5 separate regions of the Mus musculus genome follow, and regions 2, 3, 4 and 5 are each linked to region 1. Evidence: chromatin contacts called from public Hi-C and promoter capture Hi-C data. All regions are on one chromosome and are shown on one strand. Each heading gives the region's core, a stretch centred on a gene start, on an enhancer-like site or on the middle of the called end of the contact. The rest is flanking DNA. Distances are from core to core; before and after follow the strand shown.

Region 1 (2,841 bases), core at 230-2,729:
CAGCTCAATACCATTCTATATATTTAGAACATTTACTGAGGTAACAAAACATGCATTTTTCTATATTCATGTGAAAACGGCTTCGTGAAGCTGCTATGGAAATATAGCCACTCTCCCCTACCTTGTTTGTTGTTGGGTTGTTTTTTTTTTAAGGATTTACTTATTTTATGTCTATGGGTATTTTGTTTGCATGTGTGACTAAGTACCACATGCAACCTCTGCCCACAGAGGCCAGAAGACAGCATCTGATCTTCATGTGGGTGCTGGGAACTCAACCGCAGGCCTCTGGAGGAGTAGTCAGTGCTGTTAACCACTGAGAAATATCTCCAGCCCTCCACCATGATTTTGAGACAGGGTATCTCACTGGGATTTGCAGATGAAGCCAGGATGGCTAGCCAGGGAGTCCTAGAGTCTTGTTTCTCTATTACTGGGACCAAATTCCCATCACCGGGATTACAGTGTACGACGACTTTTTACAGGGGTGCAGGAATTGAACTCAGGTCTTCATGCTTTCAGAGCAAGCAGTGACAGACTGAGCTATCTCTACAGCCCTTCACCAACCAGTTGCATACCCTGGGGACAAAAAAATCCTCTCTTGGGCGCAGTGAGATGGCTAGCTGGTAAAGGGCCTTGTACCCAAACCTGATACCTGGGTTCAATCTCCAGGATCCACATAGTTCAAGAACAGAACAGAACCAATTCCCCAAAGTTATCCCTTGATCCTAAGTAGCATGCATACACCCAAACACTCAGCCACACCCACAAGCACACGAACCTTTTTTTTTCTTTTGTAAGATGAAGTTAGTGATGTATATGTCCTATAGTCTGAACTGACCGCCCTCTTCTAGCAACCTAAGGTGGCGATCGACGCTATATGAAAAGGGCTTTGTAAAGACACAAGTCGGGTGCCAGAAGTAAGCATATCCTTCCTGGCACAGGTATGCACACAGTAACCATAGGAGTACAGCTTGTAAGCCGCTTGTTTCCAGCTTCTATTTTTCCTGTCCCGCGTGCGCACCCCCTAAAGCCTCCAAGAAGTCAACCACTTCCACAGCGCCAGTTTAGGCTCCCGGTAAGACCTGCTAGTCAGACTGCAGAATTCCGTGATGGAGAAATCACTACGTCGGAATGCATAAACCCGCCCAATCCCTTCCCCAGCCCGGCCCCTCTCCGTGTCTCCTTAGGGAAGCTCACGCATCCAAAAGCCCCGGCCCCATCCCCACATCGCCCTCCGTGCCCTGTCTGCTACGCGCCTTTGCTGGAAAATGGGCCTCAGAATGTAGGTGTTCTCAGGCTCCCCTGAGTTCTTGTCGACCTCACTCAAGCCCTCGGAGTGAGCCGATAAGGACAGGCCGCGGAAGGACACAGCCATATCCCTGCGTCTGGTCCAACAGATCTCTAGAAGGAAGTGTGGTCGGTTGCGGCTCCGAAGATCCCGGCACAGGTCGCTAGGGCAACGGGTCTCACACGTGACGTGTGGTGACCACCGCTGCGCCTGCGCACTGGCTGGAGGCCGTGAGCCCGCTGGGAAATGAGTACCAAACCGAGACCAGGACTTTTTAAGAGAAGTTAGGCAACCGACCACTTGCCACTGAGAGGCAGACCAAACCAGACCTAACTTCCTTTTTTTTTTCTTCCTATTTTTTTGAGACAGGATGCAAATAGCTCAGACTGGCCTCTAATTCCTGCCTCCATCTCCCCAGGTTTGGGATAACAGAGTTATCGGTGCCAAGTTCTATGGGTGCTGGAACTAGAACGCTACTGGGTCACAACTGCACACCGTCCCTTCTGGGTTTGGACAACTTGTGAGTTAAAAGTAGGAAACAAGTAGAATTTATATGTAATTTTGCTTTGTTTCCAGACAGGGTTTCTCTAAATCCTCTTGACTGTCTTGGAACTGACTCTGTAGACCATACTGGTTTCAAACGCCCAGAGAGCCACTTGCCTCTGGCTTCTAAATGCTGAGATTACAGGTGTTGGCCACCAAACAGACCCAGCACACATTTTTGTTTGCTTGTTTTTATTTTACATTTTTGTTATACAATATATTCTTAACATGCTTTCCATCTCTACCCCCTTGTGAGGTTCAAAGGAAACTCTAAACTACAAAAGATAGCCCAAATATCCAGATATAAGCTCAAAGTGGAGTAGAGTATTTCTAGCTGTGAGATAAAAGCCCGCATTGCTCAGGAAATTGTGAGACCAATTCCCTTACCTCTGGTAGAAGGGACATAAGCCTACTCAGGCTTATGTGAAGGTATCAAAACACATGCTGGCTTTCCTGAAAGATAGCCTTGACCACATCCAGTCTCCTGTCTATGTTCTAAGTCTACTTCTTTCCCTCTGTACTCTCGACTATTTCAGATGTCTCTGGCTCTTCTCTTTTTGTTTTTTGTTTTTTTAAAGATTTATTTATTTATTATATGAAAGTACACCGTAGCTGTCCAGAAGAGGGAGTCAGATCTTGTTACAGATGGTTGTGAGCCACCATGTGGTTGCTGGGATTTGAACTCCGGACCTTCGGGAGAGCAGTAGGGTGCTCTTACCCACTGAGCCATCTCACCAGCCTGTTTTTTGTTTTTTTGAGACAGGGTTTCTCTGTGTAGCCCTGGCTGTCCTGGAACTCACTCTATAGACCAGGCTGGCCTCGAACTCAGAAATCTGCCTGCCTCTGCCTCCCAAGTGTTGGGATTAAAAGCGTATGCCATCACCGCCCAGCCTGGGGGTTGGGGGGCGGGGAGGGGGCGGCAAGCCGGGCATGGTAGCACATGCTTTTAACTCCAGCACCATGTAGGCAGGGGCAGGCAGATTTTGAAGTCTGAGACCAGCCAGTTCTCTTTG
Region 2 (2,841 bases), core at 182-2,681, 220 kb before region 1:
GCACACGGTAGGCTAGGGCAGAGATATTCCTGGTGAAGGCTCTGAGACAGTAACTCTGGATCCATCCCACAGGTGGGCTGGAAGTGCAAGAACTTTTGACACGGCTAGGGAAATAAAGACAGAGGCTGTAAGCTGTCAACCAAGACCACCTGAACCAGGAAAGAGGTGGGTTCATATGCCAACAAGAAATCAAATCTACCCATTGGCCTGCAGGCTCCACCTCTAGGCGGCGCCAAGAAGGAGCCACGGTCGCGGGGAGGTGAGGAGGTCTTAATAGGATACCACAGGCTTCTCTATTTGCCAGCTTCTAGAGTGAGGTCAAGGCATGGGTAGCAGCCGCTGGTACAACCTCCCTTCCCATTCCATTCAGAAATGAAGACCTCACCAGTTGCTCTCTGCAGTTCTACCCATCCTTGGCTTTGGGCCCACAGCATAATCAACCGTGACAAAACCGTGTGGCAAGGCGCAGGCCAGGCTCGTGCCCAAGTCACTACTGGCTGCCACACTCACGTGATCAACAGGACTACAAGATAAGGCACAGCGGCTAATGCAACACTATCCATTTTCCCTTTCGGGAGGACTTGAGGCCGGTGATGCAGGTTGCACAACAGCTTGCACAGAGACACACCTACCTCCACCAGCAGATAGGTGAAGGGGATGACTTAGTCCCTGGGGCTATCCTGCCTTCTCTTCCCTCTGCCTATACCAGGCAGCCACTCAAATGGTTCCACATCCAGTCTAGACTTGAAAGCGGTGACTACTCCACTACAGCAGCTGCTACTTACAATTATATGTGGTGGGTGCTTGCGTGTGTGTGTGCGCGTGCGTGCGTACGTGTGTGTATGTGTGTGTTCGTGAGGGGTGATGCCCAGGTTGGTCAACTAGAGAGGACAAGGGATGTTTGGAACCCATTCTCCGATGCTTCTAATCATATCAACTCCGATAACAATATTGGCCATCCGTACCTGAGTTTCCAGCTGTCCCCAGGCAGACACTGCTTCGAGGATGCTCAGACTTGAGGTAGCAGAAAGGATCTTGCAGGCCAGTGCCTACCCTCCAGCAATATCTTCCAAAGGTCAGGTTCACAGCGCTCTTCTGCTCCCCAATCCCCTACATCTTCCTGCATTACTCTTGGCACTAGAGCAACCCTGATGCCAGCAAGGAAGGCAGCTTGCCGATTACCACCTCCTTCGCCGTCTGCGCCTGCGGGTCCTGTGTCCCTCTTGGAATCCCTCTCCCCCTGAGGACCCTTTACCGTTCAGATACGTCTCCTGAACAGCCCACACTACCTGGCCCTCTTGCACCCCGGGCAGCCAATTTGCTTCCTGCACCCCCAGGCGCCCCTCTCCTTCAGGCCCTCGGGGCCCTACAGGCCTGGCTCTCCCCAGCAGCTCGAGTCTGTCCCCACTCGCTAGGGATGCTCCAAGGACCACCGCCTCCCCGCCCAGATGCCTGCAGCTCTCCCAGCTGCGCTCGTCCGAACTTTCGAGCTCCTCCGTGCGCGGGCAGGGGCCGTGAGCCAACTCGGGCAGCTCCTCTGGCTGCCGCAGAAGCCTGCGTGGGCTGCCCTCCCCGCGCTCCTGCACCCCGGCACGGGCCTCGCCGCGCTCCTGCACTGCGGGGCCGCCTCCCCCCTTCTCCTGCTGCTGCCTGCGGGGCCCCAGGCCCTCCTCCTGCGCCACCGGCCCGCCGGCCGAACCCGTCCAGCGCGCCCGGCGCCTCCAGTCCGCGGCGTCGGGCGGCCCCCACACCACCCCCAGACTAGGCTCGTGACCGCGGCCGCCCCGCTCCTGCACCCCCAGCCCCACGCCGCCCTCCTCCTGCACGGCCGGACCCACCCCGCCCTGCTCCTCCACGCCGAGCTTCAGCCCGCGAAGAAGCTGCGGGCCCCAGCTGAGCCGCCCGACGCGCGCCGGCTGCTGCTCCGGCAGCGCGGGGCTCAGCCCGCCGCGCTCCTCCTGCGCCCCCCGCCGCCGACCCCCCGCGCCCGCCGCGCCGCGCACGCGCCTGCCCCCCAGAGGCCGCGCGCTCCCGCCCCTCCAGATGGTGCTGCCCTGCGCGCCCCCGCCCCGCGGCTTCCGCCTCGGCCCCAAGCGGGCCCGGCGTCCCGCCCTCGCCGCCCACACTCGACCTCGGCCACCCCGGCGCCGCGCCGCAGGTGCTGCGGCCCCGCGAGCCGGCGGCCCTCCAGCCGGGTTCTCAGAGCCCGCGCGCGCCTGCGCCGCCCTAGGGGGTGGGGCCCGCTGGGGTCGCTCCGCCTTCTTAAAGGGCCCTGGTCCATACACACACACACACACACACACACACACACTCAAAAAAAAAAAAAATGAAGTTCAAAATTAGGAGGTTTCATCGATTAATAAATTCAAGTGAGAACAAGTCCTGGAATAAGAGTCTGAATTTAGCCAGTACTTGGGAGGTAGAGCAGACAGATTTCTGAGTTCGAGGCCAGCCTGGTCTTCAAAGTGAGTTCCAGGACAGCCAGGGATACCCAGAGAAACCCTGTCTCACAGCCAGGGATACACAGAGAAACCCTGTCTCGGAAAAAAAAAAAAAAAAAAAAAAAAAAAAGTTACAGGAGCTCACCCCAGGCAGTCAAGGTCAAATGTAACATAGCTTAGCTAGAGAAAGGAAAGGAAGGAAGGAAGGAAGGAAGGAAGGAAGGAAGAAAGAAAGAAAGAAAGAAAGAAAGAAAGAAAGAAAGAAAGAAAGGAAGGAAGGAAGGGAATAAGAAAGAAGGAAGAGAGAGAGAAGAAGAAGAAGAAGAAGAAGAAGAAGAAGAAGAAGAAGAAGAAGAAGAAGAAGAAGAAGAAGAAGAAAGAAAGAAAGAAAGAAAGAAAG
Region 3 (2,841 bases), core at 154-2,653, 220 kb after region 1:
GGTTATGGATCAATCCATCCATATAATTACCATCCAGTCTCCATGGAACTTAGAGACACAGCATGAACGAGCACGTTTCACCTAGATCCATCATATTTACCTCCAACCACCTGGAAGGCAAGGGCTTCTGTTTCTCATGTCTCCATGCTTCTCATTCACTTGCTGGATCTTTGGTTGACAGGGTAGGAGGGCAAGGACTCTACCTGCAGTCAGGCATGTAGCATTGTACACACATGGATGCCACAGGGAAGTTGCCTGGGAACAGGACATGCGTAGTTGGGTATCAAAACAGAGGTAATGAAGAATTCTGCAAAGATCCCCGGAAAATGTGATTCTAGGACCTTCTGGTTTTTTTCACCAAAACCTACAGGCACAGCACCCTAAATAACCTTTCCACACCAATGTCACAGCAGAGGCTTTGTGGAGAATACGATCTCTCAAGAGAGTGCCTAAGTCACCAGTCTCTTGCATGATTTTACCTGCTGGATTTCAGGGAAGTCACTGGCCCTTTCTGAACCTCAGCCTCTGGTCTGTGAATGAATTGTAACAACACAGTCCCAACCCCTCACATGACTGAGGTACTAGACTAAGGCGCTAATGGAAGATGGTTTCATGTGTAACCATTTCTAGCTAGGCTGTTGTGGTACACGTCCCTATTTCCAGCACACTGGAGGTAGAGGCAGGCAGATTTCTGAGTTCTAGGCCAGCCTGGTCTACAGAATGAATTCCAGGACAGCCAGGGCTACACAGAGAGAATACGCCTCAGGGAGGAGAGAGGGAGGGAGACCTACTTTTAAAACTGGCTCTAGACTGAACCAAAGAGGGACGAGGGACACAGGTTTTAGACCGTTTCTGTAGGGCTCTGTAAAGCTGCCTCTGAACCACCCTGGGAGAATGCGACGGATCTGGGATATAGTCTGTTTACTTGCAATTTCCAGGGAGATTCCATATCGTCTTCTGGTAACGCAGATCGAAGCATGTTTTATAGTGCACATTTCCTTATCATTTGTTGTTTAGCTTTCTGGTGCAGTTGGAGCCTGGGAGTATTTTGAGGGTAAGAAAAGAAGCTATTCATCTTTATATCCTGTCCAGGACAACGGGGCCCTAGGGCCCCCGGCTTGTTGACCTGACTGTATTGTTCTTTCTTCTCTGGAACTCGGAAATAGGCTGGCCGGGGTTCTTTGTCCGCTTTACACGGTATATTTGCAGAGTTCAAAACAACCCTTGCTTTAATTAGGCTTGTGTTTTCTCTCCTGTTAAATTTAATTTCCCCGCTGTTATTGTATGGCCCGGGATGGGGCCGGAAGCGTTGACATCGAGGAAGGGAGCACCTGTTTCTGCTTCAGGGCCATTACTGTTCCCTGCAGAGCCTGGTGAGGCCCCCTCCCCCTCCCTCTGCTTCCTTATCAAGTGAAATCGGACACTGATGGAAATTGACAGAGGCAGGCAGAGAAGCTAGAGCCAGCCCTCCAGGGAAACCGGAAAGCAGAAGAGAACTCTGCGGGGACCCCCCTCCCCATCTGCCTCTCTTTTGGCATCTCCATTTCCTCACCACCTCTGGCTTCACTGTTTTCATCTGGGGGATGGCATCTGGGGTTACAAAGGGCTTTAGGGGTCGTGAAACCCTCCTCCTTGCTCCAGTGCACTCCGGACGATCCTTCTCCTCGGTGCAGTTGACATTTCCAGAGATGGGATTTTGCCGCTCCCCCTGAAGATCATTTGGCCTTGTGTTACCCTGTAGTCTGCCTGCAGTGGTCCCGTGGGACAGCTCTGGAGTCTCCTGTTTCTAGTTCACCCCCTGAGGAAGCCCCTTGAAAGCAAGAGTTTCTCCGAAACTTACAAACCGGAAGGGGAGTCAGGAAGGGGGGCTGTGCAGGAAGGAAATGAGAACAAAGATCTGAGGGCCCTTGTTATTAGACGCGTTCTCACGACCGGCCAGGAAGAACACCACAGACCAGAATCTTCTGCGGCAAAGCTTTATTCTTACATCTTCAGGAGCCAGGGTGCAGGAAGCAAGAGAGCAAGAAGCAAGAGAGAGAGAAAACGAAACCCCGTCCCTCTTAAGGAGCATTCTCCTTCGCCTCGGACGTGTCACTCCCTGATTGGCTGCAGCCCATCGGCCGAGTTGACGTCACGGGGAAGGCAGAGCACAAGTAGTCATAAGATACCCTTGGCACATGCGCAGATTATTTGTTTACCACTTAGAACACAGCTGTCAGCGCCATCTTGTAACGGCGAATGTGGGCGCGGCTCCCAACATCTCCCCCTATCCTTTTAATAAGAGCAAATAGGCCACCCATATTAATGAGAGTGGAGATAGAGGTCAAATCCCCAGTGTGTAGGTAAAGGAGCCATGTACAGGATTAGCTCTTAGGCTTACAGGCTTTTACCCAGAGCAACCCTGACCTGTTCCCGTGTCGTTTTGCCTGGGGGAAGGGAACTAGGACACTGAACCTTCATGAAAGATGACATGTCTCCCTAGAATAGGCTCATATATGCCGCAGAGCCTTTCCATTGCAGTGCTTAGCCTTGCAACTCTCTCGGGCTGCTGAAGCACACTCACTCTATCCCGTGCAATGAGACTAGCCTCGTGGGATATAAGAGCTGAGTGGCCAGCGACCTATTGCCTAAGCATAGATATATCAGGGGAAGCTCCATGTTCTAGTCCTGCAAGCGCCTGGGCAATAACCACCTTGTCTCTCCTAGTTTGGGCCTTAAGCTTACAGACCAATCAAAGAAGCAACACTAATCCACAGCAAAGTGTATCTCCAAATAATATTAATCCCACCCATTTTTTAAAGAAAGAAAATGCTGAGGAGATCCAATTGGGTAATCCTTTGG
Region 4 (2,841 bases), core at 252-2,751, 190 kb before region 1:
CAAGGCCTGAGGGTCGTTTAATTAACTTTCATTGTTGTCTAACCCAAATTTAGCCCATAATCTTGCCCTATTATAAATAAGCACATTGCCACAAGCATATAACTACTTAGCCTTAGGGTGGGGTTAGGCAGACAGATCTAACCAGTCAACACAGGCCAGGTTCACAGCCACCATTCCTTGACAACATCCTCTCTCAAAGTAAAAAGTATTATGCTCTCTATATAAAAAACAGCTGATATTGGATTCCTGTATAAAGCAGTTTATTATAATCCTTAACAGAAAATAAATGCAAGTGGACCCACACAAGCTAAATCCCGTTTTCTTTGTAGATAACATCCTGAATCAGCTTAAATGTCTTTGTCAAAGAGGTCATATTTCACAGCTCAGAGCCAACTCATCTAATCTTAGAATAAAAGTATCAGGTAGCCGAGAATTTCTGTAACACAACTATTTCCCACTTAAATCCTATTTAAAAAAAAATAGCACAGAATAGCCGAGAATTTCTGTAACACAACTATTTCCCACTTAAATCCTATTTTAAAAAAATAGCACAGAAACTGAACAGCAATCCAGTCCAGTCTTCTGCCTAAGTATAAGGAGATCATTTCATTTTACGCTCGGGACAAAGTGTGCTAACTGAAAAATTTGCAAATGCAGTTTTCTTACCCTCAAACACCATTTTAGAGAGCTGTCCAACACCAGGGTGCACGCTGGTTCTCTACAGCTAGTTCTAAAAGAGCTCGTACAAAGAGGTCGTATTTCTACGTTCTCCCATCTTAGGAGATGCTAGAGACGTTCTTAGTATTACCTGCAGCGTTCAGACCTATTCTGCCCTAGAAAAATGAGATTCCACACGCTGGGCCAAGAGGGAGAGACTGGCAAAAAAACCGACCAGGTGGTGCCGAAGTTCCAACGTGCAGTTATTGGAAGCTCCCCCCGCCCCTCTAAATGTCCGTGACACTAGTAACCGAATAGAAAACAGCTTTGTCCTTTTCAGCTGTGACGCCCTCCTGCGAGGGGCCCCAAGGTCACCCACGTACCCCGACAGCCGTTCCCTGGGGCGACTTCCTCCAGCCGCCACCACGTGCTCCCGGCGGAACAAGCCTGCGCCTCAGCGTGGTGACTCTCGAACCCGCGGCCTAGCACTGGCCTGCGAAGGCCCGGAGGACCCGAGGGGCGCAGGGTACAGCGGCTCCCCACACCCACCGCGCTGCACCTGCAACCCGCGCTCCTCAGCCCCGGACTCCGCGACACCCCTCCGCCTCCCCGCCCGCACCACCCAGGCCCTGGCGTCTCGCTCTGGTCCGCCCGCCACGCGAGGACCACGATGGGCCGTGCCGCTGACAAGGGAGTCACTCACTAGGAAGCGCCTCTACAGTCCGCAATGCAGCAGCCCGCGCTCCGCACGCCTTCTGAAGGCAGCGCTGCCTCCCACCCAAAGCTTATAGCTCGGCCCCACCCCCCGGCCGGCCCTCTGGATCTACGTCACTTCCTTCCGCACGTACACCTACCGAGGTGCTCCCCCAAGACCGCTGGAGGCGAACTGCGCGCGCAGCCAGTGCGTGCGCGGAGTAGCCTAGAAAAGGCGCCAAGGCGGCAGGTGTCGGGAGAGCGCGTGCGATTGGCTGCGGCTCGCTTTCTCCACCGCACCCCTCCCCCGCCGTGTCTTTGGAGTTGGCCTGTCGCCCTCCGCCTAACCTTGACCGACACCCAACCCTGCGGTGCAAGTTCGAAAGTATCAGCCTTTACTCTTTAAAATATTCCTACTTGCAGGCTTAGGTCTCCGCCAAAACCATATCCTAAAGACGAGTTTTTGCAGCTCAGAGATGCTTTAAAGGAAAAACTTTAAAGCAAAACTGCAAATCTTTTTTTTTTTTTTTTTTAGATTTTAACAAGCAGCGCTTAAGCCAAGCAAAGAGCTACCAGTGCTCACTATGTTCAGCCTATGGAAGGGAAATAGGAACCAATGATTTACTAGGGTGATAAAGTTGTAGATTAACTTGCATGTTTATCGCCATTATTGCTTTTAGAGGGTTGTTGCAATGCATAGCAAATAAAAGGAGTTCTGTTAAAACTGCAAACGTTCACACTCTTTTCTTCCTATCTGTACTTTACTGCCCAGCCTGTGGTAAATTTACAAATAACAAAGAGAGTGGTATCTTAAACCACAACAGGACTACAGATAGCGCGCTCCCAGATGGAGCCCTTAGGGACCCTGGGAATGTCTTTTAAAGTACTAATCTACTTCCCAGCCACGAATTTGACCTTTGGCTTATCTGCTCTAAAATTCAACGCGTATTTGGGATTTACTAACTGCTGGTCCCTTTAGACCCTTCTTTGTCCAAATTGTACTACTCCAGAAAATATATATAAAGCCAGAGCACACAGCCATTGAGAGATCTCTGAAATTCAGACCATAAGCAGGTCTTGGTGGCACAGGCCTTAATTCCAGTGAAAGGCAGAGCAGGCATATCTCTTGAGTTCAGGCCAGCCTGGTCTACATAGAGAGTTCCAGAACAACCAGGGCTACAAAAAGAAACCCTGTCTAAAAACAATAAAACAAAAAACAAAAAAGGAAGAGGAAGAGGAAGAAGAGGGGGTAAGGAAGAGGAGGAGGGAGAGGGGGATGGGAGAGAAGAGGAAGAGGAAGGGGAAGAGGAAGAGGAAGAAGAAAAAAAAAAGAAGAAATAATGATTCCGGCTATAGACTGAGTCCCTGTAAGAGAAGCACAGAAGCACACAGCAGTGTTTGGTACCCCCATAGCTCAGAATTTGGAGCAGAAAGATGGGTGACTTCCAGGCCAGCTTAGGCTGTACAGCAAGAACCTCCATCTCAAAAAAC
Region 5 (2,841 bases), core at 214-2,713, 170 kb after region 1:
GCATTAGCATGACCACAACAGACAAGAATTTGGGTTACTTGGTGCAAGACATCTTGAGGAAGGGATTAGCAAATCATAAGCATGTAATTATACCAGGGTAGGGAAGCAGCTGCTGTTCATTTGTTTTTACTAAAAACCAGGAAGTTAATTACACATAGGTGGATCTCAGGCAAGGTTTACTACATAAAAATTGCATGACACTGGACTTGATGCCTGAGTCTGTGAGCCCTATTATTATAATAATCACTTCATAGAGCTGCGTTGAGAATTATATATAAAAAAAAGTCAGATTAAAAGATCTCATCTATGCCTGGCTCACACTGTAGTTCTTTTACTTTATTTTATGTGTATAGCATGTATGTGTGTACAGCTCAGTCATTCCCGAAGCCAGAAGAGGGTTTGGCTCCCCTTGAACTTAAGCTACAACTCAGGTTAAGCCTTGAGCACCCATATGGGTGCTAGGAACGAACCTAGGTCCTCTACAAGAGCAGAAAGTGCTCTTAACTGCTCAGCCATCACTCCAGTCTCTATTATTCTTTTTCTAAATGCTCTTTAAAATAGCATAACTAAATAATGCTAGGTTCTTTTCCTCCCAGGAAATCATCTTTATGTTTCCACCTTACCTCATTCTAGGGATTAACAAATTACCAAACAAAACAAAACAAAAAAACCCAACAACAACACGTTTTTCTTAATCTTTTTACTACTACTTTTTACTGAACACACTATATTTTGTCCAAAAAGATTGTGACACTTAGTATTCAAATGACACTTTGAGATTACCTACACTTGTTTATTTAATCTCAAATATAATAAAACCTGCGTATTTACGAGGGTTGCTCAGGTTTAGCCACCTTACTTTGAGAATGGGTTCTGGTGAGTCCCCTACGGCGCTAGCCAGGAAAAGAAGATGTCAATTTCTCAAGGTAAAAAAAAATAAAATATAATAAAATGGATCTAACCTGACCACGACAAGAGGTCCTCAACTGCGCAAAGGGAAAGGAAATTGATCCAAGCGACCTGAAGGTGAAGGATCTAAGAATTGGCTAGCAAAAAAGGGAAGTGTCGTGAACAAAGTTAGAGAGGGAGCAGAAACCAAGTGAGACGGGAAACTCCGTAGGAAGAGAGGCCAAGGAGAGCCGAGTCAAGGCCATTAGAGGAAAAACAGAAAAAAAGCACTTGCGAACAGATCCGAACCCCGCTGGCCAACAGCCTCATACCTGGGCTTCCCGTTCCCGGTGGCGCCGAGCGATGACCTCACACGCAGCATCCAATCCCATCAAGCTTTAGGGAGCGAGGCGCCTCTGCCGAACAGTCACTTCCGGGCAGAGAGGCGCGGCGGGCGAGCTGGGCGTGCGCCCTTGCTTCTTGCCCTCAACTCGCATGGCGGATCCCGGGGCGCGTCGCGGGCAGGCCGGGCGAGGCGGGCGGTTCCGGCGCCCGCGCTGAGCGGCTCCGAGGGGCGGGAACCCGAGCGGCTCGCGCCATCTGCCCTCAGTGAGGCGGGGCGCGCAGCGGACGCCCCGGGGCAGGGGCGGGAGCGGTGGAGGCGCGAGCGGCTGGCGCTGAAAGGGGCGGTGAGCGAGCCGCTCGCGGCTGTAGGCGAGGCTTGGCCTCCCGCGCCGAGACGGGGCGAAGCGGCGGCGGCGGCGGCCCTCGGGCCGGCTGGTGAGGCGATGGCGGCGCCGGGCCCGGGGGCTGGGGCAGCCTCGGGCGGCGCTAGTGGTGGCGGCGCCGGTGCCGGCGGCGGCGCCAGCGCGGGCTCGGGGTCCTCCGGGGTCGGCGGCCGGTTGCCCAGCCGGGTGCTGGAGTTGGTGTTCTCCTACCTGGAGCTGTCCGAGCTGCGGAGCTGCGCCCTGGTTTGCAAGCACTGGTACCGCTGCCTCCACGGCGACGAGAACAGCGAGGTGTGGCGGAGCCTGTGCGCCCGCAGCCTAGCAGAAGAGGCTCTGCGCACGGACATCCTCTGCAACCTGCCCAGCTACAAGGCCAAGGTGAGGGAATCCCGGGGCCACGTCGAAGCTCGGCTCCTCTCCCGCCCGCCGCTCTCGGGGTTTATCTTCAAAGCTTGAGTCAGAGGTTTCACCTCAGCATCCCGCCTTCCCACGGCTTCAGCCAGTCAGGACCACTCTCACCCCTCCTCTCCATAACGATCTTTTCTTTGGATTGAAGTTCTGCTTCGTAATCCACCTCACTTTTTAAAATACTAGGTGGTTTCCCATCATTCATTTTCAGCAGTCTTTCTACTTTCGACAGTCTTTGCTCTTAAAGACAGATCACCAGCCGATACTCATGAGCATGTATTTTTTCTGGCCTCCAAGTAGACTTAAGGCATTAGTTCGTCGATGTCGCTTTAAAATAGGTCTAGTTGCTGGGATCTTTTGCGTTCACTACCCCTTTTCCTAGCTCTGATTAACAAGAACATTATTTTCACCCACGTTCTCTTAGGGCCACAATATTTCACGATTCCAAGTGATGATAAGACTAGGCATCCTGCTAATTAACTTGTAAGAAAGAGACTTTACTATTACTTCCTCTCATTGGCACCATATAACTCATCACACTGCCTTGTCCTGCTGTGATTGATAACTTTTTCATAGTTCTACTCAGGTGATGGCTCTTCTGGCATCTAATATGTTGATTCCTGTTTTGCTGGTTTTGTTGTTGTTGTTGTTCTCGCTTCTTGTGCTTTCATAACAAAATTAAAATGCTAACAAACAGGTCATGGCAAGACCAAGTATTCTCCAGCCCAAACAAACAAACAAAAGGCCTTGGGTTAAGCTCACATAGATAGATGGTAGCTCTTCAGGAGAGCAGTCATCAAAGGCATATGAAGCCGGT

The links. Promoter capture Hi-C pulls out the DNA fragments that hold promoters and counts their contacts. A called contact is a pair of places that touch in the nucleus more often than the background predicts. Capture Hi-C pulls out chosen DNA fragments and counts their contacts.
Region 2: a promoter capture Hi-C map of erythroid cells shows a contact between it and region 1, with 20 times the contacts expected there. The contact joins the promoter of Tnk2 here to the promoter of Tctex1d2 in region 1. A contact is called at or near these places in 10 of 39 promoter capture datasets (the 3T3-L1 cell line, cranial neural crest, embryonic stem cells and 7 more), 1 of 15 datasets of contacts at CTCF or cohesin (the NIH/3T3 cell line), 1 of 484 Hi-C or Micro-C datasets (embryonic stem cells), 1 of 115 datasets of contacts at active chromatin or transcription factors (embryonic stem cells) and 2 of 9 other capture datasets (adipose tissue and liver).
Region 3: a contact with region 1 is called in a Hi-C map of CD4 T cells, with 3 times the contacts expected there. The contact joins the enhancer-like site here to the promoter of Tctex1d2 in region 1. A contact is called at or near these places in 2 of 39 promoter capture datasets (the C10 cell line and neutrophils), 1 of 484 Hi-C or Micro-C datasets (CD4 T cells) and 1 of 115 datasets of contacts at active chromatin or transcription factors (embryonic stem cells).
Region 4: a contact with region 1 is called in a promoter capture Hi-C map of adipose tissue. The contact joins the promoter of Tfrc here to the promoter of Tctex1d2 in region 1. A contact is called at or near these places in 9 of 39 promoter capture datasets (the 3T3-L1 cell line, 3T3-L1-derived adipocytes, cranial neural crest and 6 more), 1 of 15 datasets of contacts at CTCF or cohesin (the NIH/3T3 cell line), 7 of 484 Hi-C or Micro-C datasets (CD8 T cells, bone marrow, effector CD8 T cells and 3 more), 6 of 115 datasets of contacts at active chromatin or transcription factors (embryonic limb bud, embryonic stem cells, forebrain and 2 more) and 3 of 9 other capture datasets (adipose tissue, liver and pancreatic islet).
Region 5: a contact with region 1 is called in a promoter capture Hi-C map of adipose tissue. The contact joins the promoter of Fbxo45 here to the promoter of Tctex1d2 in region 1. A contact is called at or near these places in 14 of 39 promoter capture datasets (the 3T3-L1 cell line, the C10 cell line, the HPC-7 cell line and 10 more), 2 of 15 datasets of contacts at CTCF or cohesin (CD8 T cells and the NIH/3T3 cell line), 7 of 484 Hi-C or Micro-C datasets (the HL-1 cell line, Sertoli cells, embryonic fibroblasts and 3 more), 14 of 115 datasets of contacts at active chromatin or transcription factors (the 230-238 cell line, bone marrow-derived macrophages, embryonic hindbrain and 5 more) and 4 of 9 other capture datasets (adipose tissue, embryonic stem cells, liver and 1 more).

What each region holds. Positions count from the first base shown.
Region 1 is chr16:32,418,340-32,421,180 of GRCm38.p6, reverse strand. It overlaps Tctex1d2 (Tctex1 domain containing 2), which reads right to left and starts at 1,479. Exons shown (of 5, transcript NM_025329.4): 1 at 1,254-1,479. The coding sequence starts at 1,372.
Region 2 is chr16:32,643,233-32,646,073 of GRCm38.p6, reverse strand. It overlaps Tnk2 (tyrosine kinase, non-receptor, 2), which reads right to left and starts at 1,431. Exons shown (of 16, transcript NM_016788.3): 1 at 966-1,431.
Region 3 is chr16:32,199,408-32,202,248 of GRCm38.p6, reverse strand. No RefSeq gene overlaps it. Among named protein-coding and RNA genes, the nearest start is that of Bex6, 21 kb to the right of the region's middle. Within about 2 kb of position 1,403, at least 110 of the 459 cell types and tissues checked have an H3K27ac peak or open chromatin away from gene starts, as enhancers often do. A contact at or near this core is called in neutrophils, where this site is marked.
Region 4 is chr16:32,607,556-32,610,396 of GRCm38.p6, reverse strand. Tfrc (transferrin receptor) reads right to left here and starts at 1,501. Exons shown (of 19, transcript NM_011638.4): 1 at 1,361-1,501.
Region 5 is chr16:32,245,647-32,248,487 of GRCm38.p6, reverse strand. It overlaps Fbxo45 (F-box protein 45), which reads left to right and starts at 1,463. Exons shown (of 3, transcript NM_173439.2): 1 at 1,463-1,994. The coding sequence starts at 1,677. Wdr53 (WD repeat domain 53) reads right to left here and starts at 1,261. Exons shown (of 3, transcript NM_001185162.1): 1 at 1,221-1,261.